2 separate regions of the Sus scrofa genome follow, and region 1 is linked to region 2. A link is a contact called in public Hi-C data. All regions are on one chromosome and are shown on one strand. The core of a region is the stretch at or near the end of the contact, and the rest is flanking DNA. Distances in the headings are between cores, read along the strand shown.

Region 1 (6,523 bases), core at 2,202-4,701, 62 kb after region 2:
GCGGCTCCTGGTTCAGGAGCTGAGGTTGGTTGTAGCATCCCCAGCTCCCCTGGGATCAGAGACAGGCAGTGCCATGAAGCACAGACCCAAGAATAGTCCCCGGGCTCTTCGCACTTCTCTGTCCTACCAAGTTCTCTCTGGCAGTGTTTCTGCCAAGCAGGCATGGGCAGGGGCCAGCGCTGCCCGGTCCCTTCACCCTAGTCACCCAATTGTTCTTGGGCCAGTGCCACTTTTCGGGATCAAAAGAGCAAGCTGCGGTGTTTCAAGCGGAATCTGGAGCTCCAAGGCCACCCCGCGTTTGGGCAGAGAGCATGTGGGGCTGAGGCCTTGGCACCGGGACGGGGCAGCTGAGGAGCCACAGTTGGGCAGAGAGCATGTGGGGCTGAGGCCTGGCACCGGGACGGGGCAGCCAAGGAGCCGGGTGGCTGATCCAGTGGAATGAGTTAATCTTCAGAACACTGAACTAAGCCCACCCCATCAGCCTCTGGCTGGAGGGCTCCCTAAACCAAGGCTCCTTTCGGAGGCTCTCTTCCCTTTTTTGCTTCTGAGGGCAGCACACTGAGCTCTTGGCCGAGGTCTGGCCGGCCCTCGGAGGTCCACGTGGTGGCCTTGGAGTGGGGCGGGGGGACGTCTCAGGGCACGTGACCCGTGCACAGTTGTTTTCTGGGGACAGGGCCCCACGAGGGACGGGAGAAGCTGGTGCGTGAGCTCAAGGACGAAACCTCACTTCTGTTTTCTAGAAAATCGTACAAGCTGGCGACAAAGACCTCGACGGGCAGCTAGACTTTGAAGAGTTTGTCCATTATCTCCAAGATCACGAGAAGAAGCTGAGGCTGGTCTTCAAGAGTTTGGACAAAAAGAACGATGGTGAGCATTTGCCCGCGGCCGGCGGGGTCCCGGGTCTCTCCCCCAGCCTGGCCCCGGGCTCACAGCCCTTGTTGTTCCAGGACGCATCGATGCCCAAGAGATCATGCAGTCTCTGCGGGACCTGGGAGTCAAGATATCTGAACAGCAGGCAGAAAAAATTCTCAAGAGGTGAGTGCGTAGCCAGCCTCTGGGTCCGGTTTAACCAACGTGTGACGAAAGAAATGTTCCCGGCCTCCCTCCGCGCTGCCGTTCACTGTATTGACCCAGTTTCTGCGAACTTTGGCTTCTGGTGCTTGGAAGGGATGAATAAGTAACCCCTGCCAGAGGCCAGCCGCTCCCCGGGTTCCAGGGCAGCCCCAGAGTCCCAACCCACCTGGCAGGGCATCCAAGTGCCAGCGACCCGTGAAGCGAGGACTCGGGGAAGAGGGGGCGTTTAGTGGTTTCGGCAGGTGAAAGGCGAGCAAGGAGCCCCTTTCTCTGCCTGGCCGAGCAGGGGCAACCCCCCCTCCCCCGTTGGGGTCACTCCCTCTTAGCACTGTAATCAGCCTTGCTAAGGCTGCCCACGGGGGCGCGGTGGTCCTGGAGCATCCTTGGTGGGCTGGGAAATCCAGCAGCGTAGCCCTGGAGCTGCTTCCTGCCCTCCCAAGCCTTCCCAGACCCCTGGGCCCGAAGCCAGCTGGGCAGGGACGGCAGGCTCCCGGCCTGGCTCCCCGGCGCTGTGGAGGGCGCGTCCTCGTGCTGTGCTGTGCCGTGCGCTTGCCTCACTAACATCCGCTCAGGGCACTTATCTGTGTTGTTTCTCCTCTCTCCTCTGCATCCTCCTTTGTCTGTGTGTCAGAATACGAACGGGCCACTTCTGGGGCCCTGTCACCTAGTAAGTATCCGTGTCACCTTGGGGACCGCCTCCCTCCTTGCCTTCTGTGCCTGATCAGAACGGGCTTCTTGTGGGCCATTAGATCCCGTTGTTGTGTGCACAGTGGGGGTGACTGCCACCTTGCCTTTTCTTCGTGGGGACGGAGGCGCCCTCTGTGCTTTCCACACGCCTGCCCGCGGCTCCCCTGGAGGTGGGACGTTCGGCTGATAGTTGGGGCCTGTTGACACGTGGGCACCCGTGCGTTGGTCTTGCAGCATGGACAAAAACGGCACGATGACCATCGACTGGAACGAGTGGAGAGACTACCACCTCCTGCATCCCGTGGAGAACATCCCGGAAATCATTCTCTACTGGAAGCATTCCACGGTGAGTCCCGCGCTCCGGGCCTCGGGTTCAGGGGGCCCCCTTCCCCAAGCCTCGGCCCCCCATCCGTCCTTTTTTTTTTTTTTTTAATTTTTTTAATTTTTTTCTTGTTTTGCTTCTGAGGGCTGCACCTGCCGCATATGGACATTCCCAGGCTAGGGGTCGAATCGGAGCTGCAGCGGCCACAGCCACAGCAACACCAGATCCGAGCCTTGTCCGGGACGTCCACCACAGCTCACGGACCCGCATCCTCATGGATGCTCGTCTGGCTCATTACCGCTGAGCCGCAACGGAAACTCCTTGCCTGCTTTTCAGCAGCAGAGGTGCCCACTCCTCTGCCAGCCCGCCATCTGCTCCCTCTGTTTCCCACACGCCGGCCAACCTGAACAGCCTGCCCATTCCGCAAACGCCAGATTTCCTCTGCAGAAACTCTGCCCTCCCATCTCCACGTGCTGCCTGTTTCTTAAGGCCCACTTTAAGCACCCCGCTCCCTGATCCTGCTTGTTCTCCCAAAGCCAGTGTGACCCCCTCCTGGGAGGGAGCTGGGGCTACTCTGTAGAGATCAAATACCTGGGAGTTCCCTGGTGGGCTAGTGGTTAGGACTCAGTGCTTTCACCACTGCTGTCTGGGTTCAGTCCCTGGTCTGGGAAGTGAGATCCCACGTCAAACCGCTGCATGCTGCGGCCCAAAAGAAAAACGAAGAGAAAAGAACTATTAGGGGAGGAGTTCCTATTGTGGCTCCACAGGTTAAGAACCCAACATAGTACCTGTAAGGATGTGGGTTGGATCCCTGTCTTGATCAGTGGGTTAAGGATCCAGCATTGCTGCAAGGTGTCTTGTAGGTTGCGGACACGGCTCGGATCCCATGGTGCTGTGGCTGTGGTGTAGACTGGCAGCTCCAGCTCCCGTTTGACCCCTTGCCTGGGCACTTCCATAAGCCGCAGGTGCAGCCTTTAAAAAAAGAAAGAAAAGAAGAAAGAAATATTAGTGATCCAATTGCAGAGCTGTGAAGTTTCTCCCCCACTTTTTGTGTCATTTCTCTCTGTGACAAAAGAATATGTTGCCACTGCTGCACACATACCATTCTTTCACCTCCTCACCCCTGGTCGGAAACACACAGCACTCTGCATGCTCCCTGGCAGTGGCCCCCTTGACCTCTGCCCGCGAGCCCCCTTCATGTTCGAGCAGCCCTTTCTGCCAGTCTTTGCTGAGTGCCCCCTGATCACAGCTGAGTCCCCCCTAGACTCAGGGCTCGGGCTGGGGGCGGAGGGTGTGGGTGCTCCTCCTCCTCTGTGTGCCCTCAGGGACCCCTGGCATCTCTGTTGGACGGTGCATGGGTAGGAATGGGCTGCCCCAGGGTCGGAGCAGAGCTGGCTGTGCCTGCCGAGCCGGGCTGTGGCCTGGGAGAGAGGGTGTTACGCAGGGATCTCGGCCCTCTCATGTTTGCAGAAGCCTTGCATAATGTTCTGCCAGCATGATCCGGTTACACATCGGGTTTCAGAAGAATTTTTACCCCTGACTTGAGCTTTTCTGTACAGCCAGGCTGCTGATCCTCAGCTGACATGCCTTTGTAAGCTGTTCTTGCCACAGCCCCTGGCCGGGTTCGAAAGGGCTGTCTCTGCGTGCTTCCAGCTGTGCGCTCAGATTCCAGCCGGGGGCCTCCCCGCACCTGCCCCCCGCCCCCTGCCCAGGCCACAGTCCGCTCAGAGCTCGGCCCCTCCACATCGTGAAGGTCGGGGGGGTGCAGCCTCACCCTCTGTGGTCCCTCGAGGTGTCATCCACTCGGGACAGTGGGAGGCCGTGGACACAGCCGTCTGCCGGCTGGCCTGCCACAGGCCTCGGGAGCCTGCTTGACCTCTCTTTGCCCACCTTCCTCACAGATCTTTGATGTGGGTGAGAATCTGACAGTCCCCGATGAATTCACAGTGGAGGAGAGGCAGACGGGGATGTGGTGGAGACACCTGGTGGCCGGCGGCGGGGCGGGGGCCGTCTCCAGAACCTGCACAGCCCCCCTGGACAGACTCAAGGTGCTCATGCAGGTACGTCTGGTGTCCATCTCAGGGCTCTTTGCCCGACTGGCTTCCCCTCCATTGCCTGGGGCCCTGCTTTGGGCCCATACTTTTCTAACCCAGATCAGAATTGTAGCTCAAGCAAGAATGACATTAGATCCCGGCCCAGGTGACCTTTTGCACATAGCTGATCTAATTTTATCTGAGGACCTTAAGCCAGGGTCACATTTCAAGGTGGTAATGTGGGCACATGACCCAGTGAGAACTGGGGTGTGGCAGGAACTGGTTTCCTTAGGTGCGTCTTGAAGAAGTCACACGTGGGGCGGTGCCAGCAGATCCTCACCTGGCCTGGACACTGCTCCCTTGGCCAGGCACCTGACCTTATGTCCACAGGACAGAGATAAGCTGGACCTGTGTCGGGGCAGGGTTGTGAAATCAATCTGAGGACACACTGCTGGACTAAAGTGTTGTCTCTGTGATGGCCGGTCACCCCTTGTCCTCGGGCTTGTATCCTGGCCCTTTTTGTGCCATGCACCCTGCTCAGAAAAGGTGTCATCCTTTCCCTATGCCCCTCGGCCCCCTGGGCCTACCTCGGGTCCAGGCCAGTGGACTGGAGAATGAGGACTCCCTACCACTGCCAAATCAGGGAGGCAGGGTGGTTCGGGAGGAGGCGCTCCGGGCCTGGGACCCAACCTGGGGTCCCACCCTCCCAGCTGGGTAACCTCAGGCAAGTCACTTTAACCCCAGGGCTTCAGTTCCTCCGGAGACTAAGGGGTTCGAGCAAATCACCTCATCCATTTGTTTGTCTTGACTGAATCCCCAGGAATGCTTTAGAGATAATAGCAGACCTTGGGTGAAATGACACAATGCCTGGGGTGGGAGTGGGAGAGTTGGGGCAGGGGGGAGTGGGGTTGTTGCGGGGAGAGACACAGATTGGCTGTCATTGGTGATTGTTGAAGCTCCTTATATAATTCTCTAAACTCGTATCTATGTTTAACAGTTCTTCATAATAAAAAAGCTCAATTTTTTTTTTTTTTTTTTAATTTTTAAAAAGTAGTCCTTGGGGCCGTGTCTAGCATGATGTCGGCAGCAGCCGGTCCACAGCAAAGTCTCGTTGGGCCTCGAGTAACCATGGTTGATGCTCAGGGTGCTGGGCTGGTCTCAGGGCCAAGAAGGAAGAGCATGTCTGTTGACCTTGATGCTGACCGTTTGTCCTTCCCGCCCCAGGTCCACGCCTCCCGCAGCAACAACATGTGCATCGTGGGTGGGTTCACCCAGATGATTCGGGAAGGAGGGGCCAGATCACTCTGGCGGGGCAACGGCATCAACGTCCTCAAGATTGCCCCCGAGTCGGCCATCAAATTCATGGCCTATGAGCAGGTGAGAACCCAGCTGTCCAGGGAGAGTCACCAGTCGGCAGCCGCTTCCCGAGCTTCCCCTGGAATGAGGTCCCTGCCCTGTTGATTCCCTGGGACCTGGAGCCAGTCCTTGTACCTGAGGGATACGGCAGGGCCAGAGTGGGAGGGGGAGGCCTGGATCTGCCCCCAGCTCTGCCCCCCTGTTCCACTGGGGGCCAGGTCCTTCTGTTTCTGGGCAGCATCAAAAGTGCTAGGGAGAGGAGTTCCCGTCATGGCTCAGCGGAAACGAATCTGACTGGTATCCATGAGGATGCAGGTTCGATCCCTGGCCTCGCTCAGTGGGTGAAGGATCCAGCGTTGCTGTGAGCTTTGGTGTAGGTTGCAGACGTGGCTCAGATCCTGCGTGGCTGTGGCTGTGGCGTAGGCCAGTAGCTACAGCTCCAATTGGATCCCTAGCCTGGGAACCTCCATGTGCCACAGGGGCAGCCCTAAAAAGCAAAAAAAAAAAAAAAAGTGCTAGGGAGGGAGTTCCCATTGTGACTCAGTGGTTAAGAATCCCACTCCTATTCACGAGGATGTGGGTTCCATCCCTGGCCTCACTCAGTGGGTTAAAGGATCCGGCATTGCCCTGAGCTGTGGCATAGGCTGCAGACATGGCTCAGATCTGGTGTAGGCCAGCAGCTGTAGCTCCAACTGGACCCCTAGCCTGGGAACTTCCATATGCCACAGATGCAGCCCTAAAGACAAAAATACACAAATAAAGTGCCAGGAAGACCGGGTCTCAGCTAAACCCAACAGGTTCCGAGAGGCAGAGCGGGACAGAGCAGGTGTTCTGATTTCCGAGTGTATCAGTTTGTTTGCTCCCTGTTCCAGATCAAGCGTCTCGTGGGGACTGACCAGGAGACTCTGAGGATTCACGAGAGGCTGGTGGCAGGGTCCTTGGCAGGGGCCATCGCCCAGAGCAGCATCTACCCGATGGAGGTGAGGGTCCCTGGTCCTGGGCTGGGCAGCACGTGTGCGGGCGAGGGTGGGGGCGGCCGGGGCTCACGCTC
Region 2 (6,427 bases), core at 1,460-3,959:
GCCACAGCGGTAACTCCCTGGTTACACGTCCTTTGTCAGAGGTATATATGGCAAATACTTTTCTCCCAGTCTGCGGCTTGCCTCTTTATTCTCTTAATGACAACCTTTGAAAGGCAAAGATTTTAAAAGTTAAGAGTTTAACTTATTGTTTTTCTTTTATAGTTTGTGCTTTTCATGTCCTTTCTAAAAAAGAAAATCAGTGTGCTTCTATGGCCACGCCAGCAACATATGGAAGTTCCTGGACTAGGGGTCAAATCGGAGCTGCAGCTGTGGCCTATGCCGCAGCCACAGCAACACCAGATCCGAGCCACATCTGCAACCTACACTGCAGCTTTGCGGCAACGCTAGATCCTTAATTCATGCTACAGCTGCAGCCTTTTTTTTCTTTTATTGCCCCCCCCCCCACGGCATATGGAGCTCCTAGGCCAGAGATCAGATCCAAGCCGCAGTTGCAACCTAAGCTGCAGCTATGGCAACGCCAGATCCTTAGCCCACTGTGCTGGGCCAGGGATCAAACCTGTGTCCCAGTGCTCCCAAGACACTGCCAATCCCATCGTGCCACAGCAGGAACTCCTACAGTTGGATTCTTAACCCACTGTGCCACAGCGGGAACTCCTAGGCATGTATGAGTAATCCATCTTCTTACCAAGGAATTTCTCTTAGCTCAGTTTCTTCAGTGGGAAATTCCCTCCCCCCTGCACCGTATCCCCTTCAATTGCAGCAGGTCAGATGGAGAAGGTGGAAGGAGCAAACAGATCTGCCTTTCACACCTGGCTCCAACCACTCACTGTAGCCTTGGGAAAGTCATTTAACTCCCATGGGCCTCTGTTTCTCAATCCAGGGAATAAGGGAAGCACTGTGACCTCAGGGGCAGGTGACAAGGTCAGACAAGGAGAGGGCTGTTCTGGGATTGGGGCTTCACAGGAAACCAGGGCTCTTCTGCGCAGCTGGCAGAGGACTTTCAGCCACTTCAGACCTTTATTGTCAGGGGTCAGGTTTGACAGGCTCTCACACTCTCCCGGCATGAGAGGGCGACTGAGGCGAGAAAAGGAAGGGGAGTCAGAAGCACACAGCTGCCCAGGCAGGGCAGGGCCTCTGACTTCGGTCCTAAGCTCTCTCCACACCCAGCACCGCCTCTGGGCTTGACGGGCTGGTAGAACTGGTCATGGCTTCTCCCTGGGGCTGCGGAAGAGCCCGCTCCCCTCCAGGACTGGACACTCCTGAGGTAGCCCTCCAGCCTCACCCATCCCCAGCCTGCGGTCTGGGACGCCTAGTGTTGTGCCCAGGCCTGCGCCTGACTGTGGTTGTCTAGCCCCACCTACAGGACACATGGAGAACAACACACCACGCGGGTTCTCCCGGCCTGGATTCCTCATTCTAGGCTGGAAAGGCGCCCGTGAACAGAGCGCCCTCCTGTGGCCGCCCCCAGCTCTGCGCCCTACAACGGTCTCCAGCACTATCAAGTAAAATAGAACGCAACACCTTCTTATCACTTAGATATTTTATTTTATTCTTATACTTATTGAATACACTACTATTTTTTTATTTTTATTTTATTCTAGTTTTATTTTTTTTGTCTTTTTTTTTTTTTTTGCCATTTCTTGGGCCGCTCCCGCGGCATATGGAGGTTCCCAGGCTAGGGGTCCAATCGGAGCTGTAGCTGCCGGCCTACGCCAGAGCCACAGCAACGCGGGATCCGAGCCACGTCTGCGACCTACACCACAGCTCACGGCAACGCCGGATCCCTAACCCACTGAGTGAGGCCAGGGATCGAACCCGCCTCCTCATGGTTCCTTGTCGGATTCGTTTCCGCTGCACCACGACGGCAACTCCCTTTTACTTTTTCTTTTTTTAAAATGGTTTCCTTTGCTGTGCAAAAGCCTGAAAATTTGCCTAGGTCTCATTTGTTTATTTTTGTTTTTATTTCTATTGCCTTGGGAGACTGACCTAAGAAAACTTTTATATGGTTTACGTCAGAGAATGTTTTCCTTATGTTCTCTTCTAGGAGTTTTATGGTGTCATGTCTTTTTTTTTTTTTTTTTTTTTGTCTTTTTAAGGCCACACTCGGGGCTATGGAAGGTTCCAGGCTAGGAGTTGAATTGGAGCTGTAGCACCACAGCCACAGCAACGCCAGAGCCGAGCCACACATGTGAGCTACACCACAGCTCTCGGCAACGCTGGATCCTTAATGCACTGATCAAGGCCAGGGATCCAACTCACATCCTCTTGGATACTCGTCAGGTTCTTAACCCACTGAGTCACAACGGGAACTCCTGCAGGGTTTTAATTTGAGATAGAAACTGAAGTACAAAGAGCCTAAATACCACGCCGAGTCCCACTGATGGAGCTGGAACTGGAACTCAGGTCTGGCTGGTTCAAACACCCAAGCTTTGAATCTTCGCTGGAGGGGCCAGAGGAGGCTAACTACCTGATCCACCTGTTCACTGTCCAGCCGAGGAGCCTGGGGCTACAGGGCACATTGGGACAGGGCTAATCTAGAGCCCAGGTCTCCAGGCTCCAGCCAAGGCCCCACCTCCCTCCGTTGCAAAGAAACTACTGGTGTTTGGAGAGCAAATGGCTGTCCTTTGTAGGTCCCAGGTAGCCGTGTCAGCCAAGTGTCCCCTGTTCCGAGTCTGCACTGGTGGTGGCTGGTTAGAACCTGACTCCCAGGCCAGGCCAGGCTCAGTGTGGACCCAGACCCCGATGCAGTCGGGTGAGACCTGCCCCGCACTCTCCTCGCACCACCCTGCTGGGAACCGGTCAGGTTCCAGCCTCTGCTGACCTCCCCGTCCCTCTAGGCTTCCATCCAGGGCTCGGAGCACACAGGGCACAGAACCAAGATCCTGGGCTGGCCAGCCAGGCATGTCTGCAGCCCCCTCCCGTCAGCACAATCCCGAGACCAAAGATCCTGGGGCAGACTACTTAAATGCTATTGTTTATTTTTTCCAGAAAAATTCTTAGACTAGAACTCACCGAGTCAAAGGAAACCGCTGAGTCAAAGAACCTGCATTTAAAGGTTTTGATGAACTATCAGCAAATCGTCCTTCTAGGGTTTTGCACCAATGTCCACTTTTTTTTTTTTTTTTTTTGTCTTTTGTTGTTGTTGTTGTTGTTGTTGTTGCTATCTCTTGGGCCGCTTCCGCGGCATATGGAGGTTCCCAGGCTAGGGGTTGAATCGGAGCTGTAGCCACCAGCCTACACCAGAGCCACAGCAACGTGGGATCCGAGCCGCGTCTGCAACCTACACCACAGCTCACGGCAGCGCCGGATCGTTAACCCACTGAGCAAGGGCAGGGACCGAACCCGTAACCTCATGGTTCCTAGTCGGATTCGTTAACCACTGCGCCACGACGGGAACTCCCACTTTTTTTTTTTTTTTTTTTTTAAGGCCACACCCGTAGCATAAGGAGTCTCCCAGGCTAAGGGTCAAATCAGAGCTGCAGATGCCAGCCTACGCCACAGCCATGGCAATGCAAGATCAGAGCTGAGCTGGGTCTTCAAGCTACACCTCAACTCATGGCAATGCCAAATCCTTAACCCACTGAGTGAGGCCAGGGATCCAACCCATGTCCTCATGGATACTAGTCGGGTTTGTTACCGCTGAGCATAATGGGAACTCCTTCTTGCTGCTGTTTGAATTTGCATTGTTTGTCATTGAAGAGAGGTTCTCAGACTCAGTGTGTGTGAAAGCAATCTGGGGCATTTTTACACACATGAAAATGCATACGCAGACTGGGAGAAAACCTTTGCAATAATATATCTGGCAAAAAGCCTATCTAGATATATAAAGAACCCTAAATAGGCATGAATAAGAGGACAATTTAAATCAAATAGACACCTCATTAAAGAAAGATCTTTAGGCGTTCCCGTCGTGGCGCAGCGGAAACGAATCCGACTAGGAACCATGAGGTTGCAGGTTTGATCCCTGGCCTCGATCAGTGGGTTAAGGATCCAGCGTTGCCGTGAGCTGTGGTGTAGGCCGCAGACACGGCTCGGATCCTGCATTGCTGTGGCTGTGGTGTAGGCCGGTGGCTACAGCTCCGATTAGACCCCTAGCCTGGGAACTTCCATATGCCGCAGGTGTGGCCCTGAAAAGACAAAAAAGACAAAAAAGACAAAAAAAAAAAAAAAAAAAAAAAAAAAAAAGATCTATAGATGGCTGGTAGCCACACCATTAGTCCTAGGGAAATGAAAATTAAAACCACAACGAGGATGCGTATGACTGGGTCACTTTGTTGTAGAGCAGAAATTGGCACCACACTATAAAGCAGCTATACTTTAATTAAAAAATTGAAAAACAAACCACAGTGAGGGCGTTCATTGGCGGCCAAGTGGTTAAAGACTCGGCATTGTCATTGCTGTGGCTCTGGTTACTGCTGTGGCTCAGATTTTTATCCCTGGCCTGGGAACTTCCGCATGCCATGGGTGCAGCCAAAAAAGAAAAACCCCCAAATCCCAAAACACCGCAATGAGATACACTTCATGCCTACTGAATGGTTGAAATTAAAACCTCCCCACGGAATTCCCATCATGGTTCAGCAGAAACAAATCTGATTAGTATCCATGTGGACACAGGTTTGATCCCTGGCCTTGCTCAGTGGGTTAAGGATCCGGCGTAGCAGTGAGCTGTGATATAGGTTGTAGACACAGCTCGGATCTGGTGTTGCTGTGCCTGTGGTGTAGGGCAGTAGCTACCACTCGGATTCAACCCCTAGCCTGGGAACCTCCATATGCTGAGGGTGTGGCCCTAAAAAGACAAAAACAAAAAACGATAACAACAAAAAACCCACCAAATGTTGGTAAGAAGGTGGAGCCACCAGAACTCTTACACACCGCTGTGGGGAACATAAAACAGTGCAACCACTCTGAAAACCGTTTGGGTAGTTTCTTAAAGCATTAAGCATGCACCAACTGTGTGATCCACTCTTCAGTATTTATTCAAGAGAATGTAAGTGCAGGTACAAAGACTTGTCCACAGTAGATCACTGCAGCTTGATCTGTGATAGCTAAATATTGAAACAACTACAATATCCATCCATATATGATTGAATAGATAAATTATGGTGTATTTTACTTAGCAATAAAAGATTGATCTATTGGTAAACACTTCAACATAAGTCATCTCAAAATAATTAGACAGAGAAAAAAAGCCAGAAAAAGGAATCGTAAGTACATGCCGCATGATTTCATTTAGGTAAAATCCTCAGAAATGCAACCCCTCTATAATGACAGAAAGGAGATCCGGAGTTCCCGTCGTGGTGCAGTGGAAACGAATCCGACTAGGAACCATGAGGCTTCGGGTTCCATCCCTGGCCTCGCTTAGTGGGTTAAGGATCCGGCATTGCTGTGAGCTGTGGTGTAGATCGCAGACACGTCTCAGATCCTGCGTTGCTGTGGCTGTGGTGTAGGCCTGCAGCCATAGCTCCAATTCAACCCCTGGCATGGGAACCTCCATATGCCGAGGGTGCAGCCCTAAAAAGACAAAAGACAAACAAACAAACAAAAAAGAAAAGAGATCCATGATTGCTTGGAAAGAGAGATGATTGTATATTTTTTATTTTATTTTGTTCTATTATTGATGATTTACATTGTTCTGTCAATTTCTGCTGTACAGCAAGTGACCCAATCACACACACACACACACACACACACACACACACATATTCTTTTTCTCACATTATCCTCCATCATGTTTCATCACAAGTGGCTAAGTATAGTTCCCTGGGCTGTACAGCAGGATCTCATTCTTTTTTTTTTTTTTTTTTTTTTTTTGTCTTTTGTCTTTTGTTGTTGTTGTTGCTATTTCTTGGGCCGCTCCCGTGGCATATGGAGGTTCCCAGGCTAGGGTTGAATCGGAGCTGTAGCCACCAGCCTACGCCAGAGCCACAGCCACGCGGGATCCGAGCCGCGTCTGCAACCTACACCACAGCTCATGGCAACGCCGGATCGTTAACCCACTGAGCAAGGGCAGGGACCGAACCCGCAACCTTATGGTTCCTAGTCGGATTCGTTAACCACTGCGCCACGACGGGAACTCCAGGATCTCATTCTGATCCACTCCAAATGCAAGAGTTTGCATCTATTAACCCCAGACTCCCAGTCCATTTCACTCCTTTCCCATCCCCCCCAGCAGCCACAAATCTGTTGTCCAAGTCCAAGAGTTTGTTTCCTTTTTTTTTTTTTTTTTTTTTTTGTCTTTTGTTGTTGTTGTTGCTATTTCTTGGCCGCTCCGCGGCATATGGAGGTTCCCAGGCCAGGGTTGAATCGGAGCTGTAGCCACCGGCCTACGCCAGAGCCACAGCCACGCGGGATCCGAGCCGCGTCTGCAACCTACACCACAGCTCACGGCAACGCCGGATCGTTAACCCACTGAGCAAGGGCAAGGACCGAACCCGTAACCTCATGGTTCCTAGTTGGATTCGTTAAC

Evidence for each region. A called contact is a pair of places that touch in the nucleus more often than the background predicts.
Region 1: a contact with region 2 is called in a Hi-C map of liver, with 8 times the contacts expected there. The contact joins two enhancer-like sites. A contact is called at or near these places in 1 of 5 promoter capture datasets (liver), 9 of 47 Hi-C or Micro-C datasets (blood, embryonic fibroblasts, fetal heart ventricle and 4 more) and 1 of 2 datasets of contacts at active chromatin or transcription factors (skeletal muscle).

What each region holds. Positions count from the first base shown.
Region 1 is chr1:268,567,485-268,574,007 of Sscrofa11.1, forward strand. SLC25A25 (solute carrier family 25 member 25) reads left to right here. Exons shown (of 11, transcript NM_001164510.1): 3 at 741-867; 4 at 948-1,035; 5 at 1,996-2,107; 6 at 3,985-4,143; 7 at 5,341-5,493; 8 at 6,345-6,452. Among named protein-coding and RNA genes, the nearest start is that of PTGES2, 21 kb to the right of the region's middle. Within about 2 kb of position 3,452, at least 12 of the 83 cell types and tissues checked have an H3K27ac peak or open chromatin away from gene starts, as enhancers often do. A contact at or near this core is called in fetal liver and liver, where this site is marked.
Region 2 is chr1:268,506,117-268,512,543 of Sscrofa11.1, forward strand. No RefSeq gene overlaps it. Among named protein-coding and RNA genes, the nearest start is that of NAIF1, 22 kb to the right of the region's middle. Within about 2 kb of position 2,710, at least 28 of the 83 cell types and tissues checked have an H3K27ac peak or open chromatin away from gene starts, as enhancers often do. A contact at or near this core is called in fetal liver and liver, where this site is marked.